Regions from separate parts of the Hordeum vulgare genome. Here region 2 is linked to region 1. Evidence: chromatin contacts called from public Hi-C data. All regions are on one chromosome and are shown on one strand. Each heading gives the region's core, a stretch centred on a gene start, on an enhancer-like site or on the middle of the called end of the contact. The rest is flanking DNA. Distances are from core to core; before and after follow the strand shown.

What was found. Hi-C and Micro-C count contacts between places; a contact is called where the count stands out from the background.
Region 2: a contact with region 1 is called in a Hi-C map of seedling, with 6 times the contacts expected there. The contact joins the promoter of LOC123396343 here to the promoter of LOC123395013 in region 1. A contact is called at or near these places in 4 of 6 Hi-C or Micro-C datasets (leaf and seedling) and 1 of 1 datasets of contacts at active chromatin or transcription factors (embryo).

Annotation. Positions count from the first base shown.
Region 1 is chr5H:23,322,084-23,326,645 of MorexV3_pseudomolecules_assembly, reverse strand. It overlaps LOC123395013 (U3 snoRNP-associated protein-like YAOH), which reads right to left and starts at 2,495. Exons shown (of 8, transcript XM_045089920.1): 1 at 2,000-2,495; 2 at 1,504-1,840. The coding sequence starts at 2,454.
Region 2 is chr5H:23,683,965-23,688,526 of MorexV3_pseudomolecules_assembly, reverse strand. It overlaps LOC123396343 (nuclear transcription factor Y subunit A-7), which reads right to left and starts at 2,550. Exons shown (of 6, transcript XM_045091298.1): 1 at 2,343-2,550; 2 at 1,644-1,807; 3 at 1-133. The coding sequence starts at 1,671.

The DNA of each region.
Region 1 (4,562 bases), core at 1,246-3,745:
AAGGATCATGGATCTTGCGTGATAAGTCCAATGTTCAAAAAAGCGGTAAGCGTAAGCGAAGCGGAAGGCCACAGCTTAGAGCAATGGACGCTTAAGCGCAGCTTAACCACACTTAAGCGTTTTTTGAAATTGGCCAGAATTTGACAGATTTTGCATAATATACACAGGAAAATAGTAAACATGGCCGAATAGCCCTCTAAAATACAGTTCACACCATAGCTAATACACATTAAGTTCACATGGCAAGCAAAATAACAACTAAAATGCAGTCCAGTTCAAATAGTCATAGCCTAATAGAGATCATGTGGCCATAATTTTGCCAGCATATGAAGGAAATAGTTCCCAAACAGAGCCTAATAATAAGATAAATGGAATATTGCCATTATTTCGCAAGCAGACAAGCAAAAGTAGTTCAAAAACAGTCAAATTCTGACCAAATTTTAAAAAACGCTTAATCTACCACTTAGGGCAAAAGCAAAGCGCTTTGCCATCGCTCAGCGCTTAAGTGCGCTTAAGCATAGCTTAAAAACGCTTTCTTGAACACTGGATAAGTTAATGCTGGGGCCAGAGACAAATTAAGAAGCACCCAAAAGAGGGAATGACCACCACATTAGAAATTTAGCATTGGACAATAGGTTATAGGTATTTGAAATTTGACAAATACAGAGTGACAGAATATCTACAATCCAACTGAAAGTGCTGCTCTCTGAATCACCAACAAACAGCTTACATCTGTACACGGATCTTTGATATGGAACTCAAGCTCCTAAAAATACACCCAGTCAGTAAGAGACCCCACACGGATCTCAATAGATATCTACAAAGGGCTACAACAATTCTACATTGATCAATACTGACAGCAATATCTTTGGTCTCGTAGGTAGTCAACACATGACATCAGGGGAGCTATACTTTTCTACAGATAGCCTTGGCAAATGCAACATGTACAGTTATATAACGTTATTCCTTGCTAGTTTGCAATTGTACTCCACCTTTCAGAAAAAACTATGAGCACGGGAACAGAACAATGTTTGATAGCTTACATTGTCTAAATAACATTGCGGAGGCAATAACAGTTCATGAGAAACATCTCAGATGAACTATAAGTGTTTTGCCTCGATTTATTTTTTGGGGTTATTAGCCAGTATGAATCTGATATAGAACACATATACATGAAAACAATATAAGCTAGACATTCCATCACACAAATTAATAAACAAAATCAATTTTCAACTTTACGAGCACGATAGTTCCTGCTAGCTAGTTGTATAATTTGTTTTTTTATCATTGCTTTGGTTAGCTTCTGTAGGGACCTTTTGCTTTTCAGTTTTTGTTTGCCTTGTTTTGGTTGGGCCGCTACAAATTCTGCATCATCTTGACAGTTTCTTCTAATATAAAATGTGAAACATAAGGGCGCTTGTTCGAGAAAAAGGATATCAAATTTACAAGCATTTCTCTGAATAATATGGTTAGTTCTTATATAATCGGCAATGAGTACCACACCTGTATGTGCTCCCGTGATCGAACATCCCACAAATGGATATGCCTATCAAAGCCACCAGTAGCCAAGTATCGCCCATCAGAACTAACAGCCAGCGCAAGGACATGCTGGCTTCTCTTTTTAGACAGAGGAGCCTTAGCATGGTGCGAGACCAACACCTTTTCAGTTGGCCACAAATACTTGTCGCTTTTCCCGGTCTCAACATCCCAATGGAGGATAACTCCATCTTTGGACGCCGAAAACCCCTTGTCACTGTCCTTCGACAGAGCAACGGCTGTCACTGGTTGCCGGTGCTTGGCTATAAATTTGAATCCATCCTGCTGTCCCGGCGGTAACACCCTGCAAATTGCAATGATGCACATGGTCAACAGTTGTACCATACCATTTTGATTTGAGTGAGGCAGTCCAAGGGATGCGGCTATAGCATCAATACAACCGGGTGGCAAAACGGAAGGACACTAAAAATTACAGTACAAAACTCGGAGAATCGCTGCTCACCTCGCGGCGAGGCTCAGGCGCTGCCTGCCGCTCTCCACGAGCTGCTTCTTCCGGAGGAGCTTGGCGACCCGCCTCCCGCCGGGCAAACCATCATCCTCGTCGTCGTCATCTTCGTCGTCGTCCCCCTCTTCCTCCTTGTTCCTCTTCACGGCGTCGGCGATCCTCTCCAGGTACTCCTTGGTCATCCGCATCCGCTTCTCCCCGGCCGTCTCCCGGTCCTCCTCCTCCTCCTCCTCCTCCCCATCCTCGCCCACGACGGCGCCGCCCAGCGCGAGGGCGTCGTCGTCGCTGTCCCCGCTCTCGATGTCCTCGTCCGCGCGGGCGCGGCGGCGCTTGGGCTCCGCCTCGAAGAAGGGGTCGTCTCCGGCGGCGGCGGACGAGGGGCGCTTGCCCTTGCCCTTGCCCCGCGGCGGCGGCGGCGGCTTCTTGCTGCTGCGGTTGCCGCGCGGCGCCATTGGTCGGTGTGGTGGGGGGGCGGGGGGGAGGAAGGGGGCGGCAAGTTAGGGTTTTAGGGCTCCTTTCTGCGGCGGGGTTTTGCGCCGGAGTCTGACCGCCCAGTTAGCACCGTTTCGTGGGCTTTTTGTGGGCCTGTGCTGATGCTGGGCAGGAAACTATGCTTTGGAGTTCTTCTCACACCTAGGCCCATTTGCGTGGTTACATATTCTCTCTCTTTTTTTTTGCGAGGGATTCTCTTTTATTTATGCGGGAGCGAGGTAGGAGAAGGTGCTTCGCGGGAGCTTGAGTGTGCAGCGCGCGGGAGCGGGCGCACGAAATAAGCGACGCGCGATGCCGTTTCGCCCCACGCGTTGAACCTTTTATGCAGCGTACACGGTTTTTCAGCCTTCGCTGGAGCGTCCGAGTTAGGTGTGCGCGCCCAAAAAAACGTTTTTTTCCAACGCGTCGCTTATATAGCGCGACTGTTGGAGATGCTCTAAGTGTACGCATATAGTACTGTTTTAGGGCTAGTTTTTTAGGGAAATTTTTCTAGGGCTAGTCGTGCTTTCGCTTCACCCGCGCCCCACCCGCCTCGCCGTCGACGAATTCGCTCGATGGACGACCACGCCGACATCACCCTCACCCATCCGTACGCGCGCGACCCCGCCGACAACGCCGGCGCAAACCCTAGCACGGGGAGCTCTGGCTTCGCCCCTGTCGGTGCTCATCCAACCATGGGTCTCGCACGCGGCCTTTTCATGGCGCCACGGACGACCTCGGCAGCGACTGGCGGCACCCCGACGCCCGTCCTAAAGCCACGTGTCCCCTCCTCGAAGCTCCCAAATGCGGCGGTGGCGAAGAAAGGCAAGGTCTCCGCGAAGAAGAACAAGACGGCGGATGGATCCTCTAGACGGACGAAGAAGAAACTTGCAGGTCATACGAAGGATGCGGTGGCGACAGAAGCGTCGGCGAGCTCGCTTGCTGCATCAACGGGCGATGCGCACAATATGTTCGATGAAATGACCCTAAGGTAAAATTTTGCTCAATTTTTTCGATGTTGTTTTTTGATGAATGAATAAATATGGATAGCTTATTTGGCTTGTTGTACATACTTTGTAGTTTAAATGATATATATATACATACATATATATATATATACATATATATATATATAAACTCTATTCATCATCCAGGGTGCAGAATAGTTTATTCTTCACTCGAGGTAATCTTACGATTATTTTACAAATAAATTCCATTTAAGATACAAATAGTTACATTTATATTGAATCATTATGTAAATTTGACAAAAGAAAAACAAAAATGTAGGCCACAACAATAGAAAAAATTGAATTTATTGTATTTTTTGCACTATTTTTGTATGTTCGTAATTTTACGTGACATAAAATATTTTTACGTTGATTATTTTTTTTGGTCTGTTTCTACGTATAAAATAAGATAAAATTTACGAAATGTAAAATTACGATGCATTGATGTTAAAATAAAGGAGGTGAAGAATAACTATTTTTCATCCAGGGTGACGAATAGCGTGACCTTATAACTTCACATGTGAAGTAAGAACTGAAATGCATGTGAAGTAATATTACAATGTATAATTAAGGACTCTTAAAATTGACCGTCAGAAACAAATGTGTCATGCATGTGAGGTAAGATTATGTCATGCATGTGTGAGGAGAGGTAAAATTATAACATGGCGAATGAGAATTCAATGCATGTGAGGTAAGATTACAACTTGATGTTGAGGTAAGATTACGATGTGTGTGAGATAAAATTACTACATCCAAAAAAAATCATGTCTTTTACGATTTTACACCAAGGTGAAGAATTCTTATTCTTCACCCTGGATGACAAATAGACTTTCTATATATATATATATATATATATATATATATATATATATATATATATATATATATATATATAACATGGCGAATGAGAATTCAATGCGTGTGAGGTAAGATTACAACTTGATGTTGAGGTAAGATTACGATGTGTGTGAGACTACATCCAAAAAAATCATGTCTTTTGCGATTTTACACCAAGGTGAAGAATTCTTATTCTTCACCCTGGATGACATATAGACTTTCTATATGTGTGTGTGTGTGTGTCA
Region 2 (4,562 bases), core at 1,301-3,800, 360 kb before region 1:
TGGCCATAGGGTGTGACATAATCTGTGGAAGGTGTTGCCGCCATCGCCTGATTACCTATACTAGTAGCTGGGGCCTCTTCCTGGTTCCCGTGAGCAGCTTGCTTCTGCTGTTGCTCATCAGCTCTATGATCACCTGCACAAGAAATTGTTGCATAAAAATGAGACAGACATAGTTGATTGGATTTCCATGTATGTTTAAGAAAAATGGAACAACTGAGAATTTATGGTGCAGATATTATCAACATGTCAACATTTATGGCATGTGGCAACTGATATCGATGCAAATACTGCAGAATGATATCAACAGATAAGGAATGAAAAACCAGCATGTCCGGTAATCTTACCAGCTAATAGACATGACAGCTGGTATACCACTGTGTAATGCTACACAATTCAGTGCTGGTAAACAACTACAAATACAGCATTACAGACATACTGACATTATTTAATTGGATGACTCCGTAATCTTATTCATATATGTATAAGGACTACGCTCTAGTATGTAATGGATTTCATAATACACCTAAAATGAGGTCTATTACAATTCCCACATACACCAAAGATCCAATTACATGATCCAAGAGTTGTAAAAAGCATAACCATTATGGTCAAAATTCCAACCACACACTGCCCTACCTAGTAGCTATTACTGCTAAGGTTCAAAATTGACATGGCAAAGAACTGGGTGACAGAAGCTACAAAGCATGGACAAAACTGCCGAATTGATGTCCTAATTCGGCGGGACGCGGCGATACGGCCGGACACAATGGGATACATGTGTCCCCCAGTATCCCTTGATTTCCGAGTTAAAAAAGGAAAAGAGAAGACGTATGGAATAGGTTGGGGACACGAGAAGCCCAGTAACAGCCTCGGCCCGAGATAAACCCTATTTTGCAGGGTCGAACACGCGCTCGCCACAAAAGGAACGCTGCTCCCAATCGAAAACGCCATCGTCACCACTGCCTGGATTTGACTGCCGTCGTCACCTGGACTCGACCGCCACCGCCGCCGCCTGGACTCAACCACCTGATGGCAACCACGCTCGAGCAGATAATCCCAGCAGCCCCCCCTCAACCTCTTCATCTCATTGCTCAATTTCTTGCTGATGAGTTGCTGCTGCTTGCTTCCCCATGCGGCCATGCCGCTGCTGCTTGCTCTTGAGCTGCTGCTCACTTGCATGCTGGTGCCTGGTGCTGCTGTTTTGATTGTTGCTTGATGTTAGGGAACCACCACCAGTAGCGAACCATCCATGGGTGAGGGTGAAAGTTATACCTGCATGATCCTCTGCTGCATGTCTTCTCCAGTCTCTACTCTCTAATAGACTAATACTAGCATTTGCTCTATATTGCAAGTTGCAATGGCATGGGTCTAGACGATCAATTAATTCAATCGTTGAGCACTTGAAAAGGCAGGCAACAAATGGAAATGGGACAGTATTCTGATCTCATCTCTGTTTCTCTTTATTTATTTATTTTGTTTTTCACTCTATATTACAGGGCATGTTTTATTTTTCTATATATATACTCGACGTATCCTAAAATGGCTGTTTCTGGAAAATGCCCTATCCCGTGTCCCCGTATGCGTATCGCCGTGCCCGTGTCTCCATATCCGTATCCGTGCTTTTTACTAGGACGGAAGCATACCTGAAACAGCGTCGGCGACAGAGGTCATGGTTTGTTACTTTCCAAAGCGAAGCGCAACCAGTGTCAAGCTCGGAGAAAAGACACGGCACTCAAGACCCTCATTCCATGCTGCAGCAGGAAAGCACGCCGATACCTTCTCCGAGACCAAACTGCAAAGGCTCGTCCTGAAACGGGAAACAGGAAGAAAAAATTAAAGAAAACCGAGCTTCTGCTAAGACCCCCTACCACAGCTTATTTCTGTTCATAATTCCCCACAGAATAAAAGTTTGTTTCAGCTCATGGGCACTGAAGCTACGGCAGCAAGGCCGGCCTATGTTATGTAGTATACAGGCAGCCAGTTGCGCGACATTCAGATTTGAAAGCCAGTAGCGTCCACACGAGAACCATCCACCGGATGTCCGCAAAGGCGATACAAGGGCCGCGTCGCGCGATCGATGACCGACGCCGCGGCTGGCTGGATTTCGCAGCGGGCAGCAAAGAGCGCAATCAATTCACCGCGGGCACGCGGCAGCGAGCGAGGGTTCAGTCCGTCGAACCCCTTCAATTTTTCCCAGAAACGAAACGCTAATCAGGCACCCACGCCGCGCAGCAGGGGAACCCGCGGGGCGATAGTATTCGGGCGGGAGTGCGCGGCGGAGCTGAGGGCCAGGTAGAACAATCGGAGCGGACCTAGGGTTCGTTCGCCGCGTCGGCGCTTACCAGCGGGAGGGATCGGGTTCGGTGCTTACCGACGGATCCCCGCCCCGCGGCGGAGGGCGACGGCGACGGCGACGGCGGGCGCGGGCGCGAGGGGGCGAGAGAATTCCCTGGCGGTGGAGGGGGCGTGTACGGCGGAGAGGGGTCGACGACGACGCCGCGAAAGAGAGGGGGGAGGCGGAGAGAGGATAAGGATGGGAGGGGATTCTCGAGTTCCTTGGGGGTGTTTTCGTATATGTATCGCTGAGTGTGAGTGGATGGATGGATGTGGACGGATGGGAACCAACCAACGGACGGAAACTTCCGGGCGCTTGTTGGAGCCGTACCATTGATCCGAACCTTCCAAATTGACACCTGCTCTGCTACAAAACCCTTTTCGGTTTTTCCAGTGGTCATCAAGGTTTTTGTTTAATGCTTTCTTTCTTTCTTCTTCCACGGGCCTACTACTATGGCCTGAGTATTTTTTATTGCATGCGGTGAGTTTTTTTGTGTGATTATTAATTGAGAAACAGCTCGTCACACGTAAATATATCTTTATCGTTACAAGGTAGTTGGTGGTGGTTCATAAAAATCCGATAAAACAAACATTGCAGGTGAGTTGGTGGTGGTTCATTTTTCTTTTCTTTTCTGATAGGAAAGATGCCTCCAGAAGTCGCATGTCTTATCGAAATTGACGCAACACTACAACAGGATAAAGTAGGTAGTTAAAACTTGTACGTCCGTGTTCTTCCTTCTTACAAGCAGGACCCCAAAGATAAAAAAATAAATATACTGCAATTTGGTCCAAAAGCAGCTAGCGACATCACGTGACGTTTGGCCCACCATCATCGACTGAAACATTGTGAGCATCGGGCAAGGAGGTAGAGGATCGTCATGGAGATTGAAAGAGGCTTGTTGGACACTCATACTCTTTCGAGCCTAGGTCCGTGGGCTAAGGTCAACAAAATAAGCACTAAGATTCTGGTTATCGAAAAAAATCACTCATGAACCTAGACGAATGAAGATCTCCGAGTGGCAAAATTTCTGACAAAGCGAGGTGATATCTCAACCTGATGGGACAAGCTGATCGGAACGAGTCGAAACAGGCGCGCCAACGCGAGAACGGTAGACTTGTCCACACGATCTGGAATATGCGAAAAGAGAGACGTAGAAGATTATTCACGGGATGTCGCGTGACTCACTGTGAAGTGTCAATGTTGGCATATGAGGCCACCAAGCAACAATAAACAATGTTTGGATGTGTCGCGCCGGCCATGGTAATCGGCTAAATGGACATTGCAATTGTTTAGTGTTTCATTTTTGTAACGTTTTCCCACAAAATGTGCAACTCTTTGTATATTATGTTTATCTCTTTCTTTCTTGATTAATGAAAGTAGTCAATGCTCATGCCGGTTGCTCAAAAGAAACAAGACAAAGGTCATTTTTATAGAAATAATATCTTATATTTTTCACTTTAATTGGTTGGAGTAAAATTTATTGAGGGCGTAGTCAAACTTAGACCATAGCATAATTACATCAATCAAGTGCATATTGAATGCCCTTCTTAAATAAGACCATTGGACAACAAACCTACCCATAATGACCCTTACGATTTCCGGATCATCTGGCATCTAGAGCAAATATATTCAGCTAGCTTTTTGATTAGGACGAACGGGAATCTTTATGTCAGGAAACCATAGTCAATGAAAATTATGTCTATGAAGAGTTCATAATAAGAGAACTCATCCATACCATCTAGATTCGACGATCAAGTCATCCTTATAATGGATGGTTTATTGAGTATTTTATACACATGGTATTGATTAGGCTTCTATAGAGTTTGGAGAGTTGCTTTCATGCTCTCTTTCCTCCGATGCAATGGTTATTCCAAAAGAGAAGTCATTGACTCGTTTTCTTTACCATCCACATATTTGCTTCTGTTGGGGAACGTTGCATGGGAAACAAAAAAAAATCCTACACACACGAAGACCTATCATGGTGATGTTCATCTACGAGAGGGAGATTGGGTCCACATACCCTTGTAGATCGCTAAGCGGGAAGCATTCACTAGTGGAAAACGGGCCTTTGGCCGGGACCCTTTAGTCCCGGCCTGCCTCTGGGCCAGGACTAAAGGCCCGACCACGTCGCCCCAATTCTCAATGCCTCCCTCGAGACTTTAGTCCCGGCTCGTAAGGAGCCTTTAGTCCCGGTTCGTGTCCCAAACCGGTACTAAAGGGCTACGTG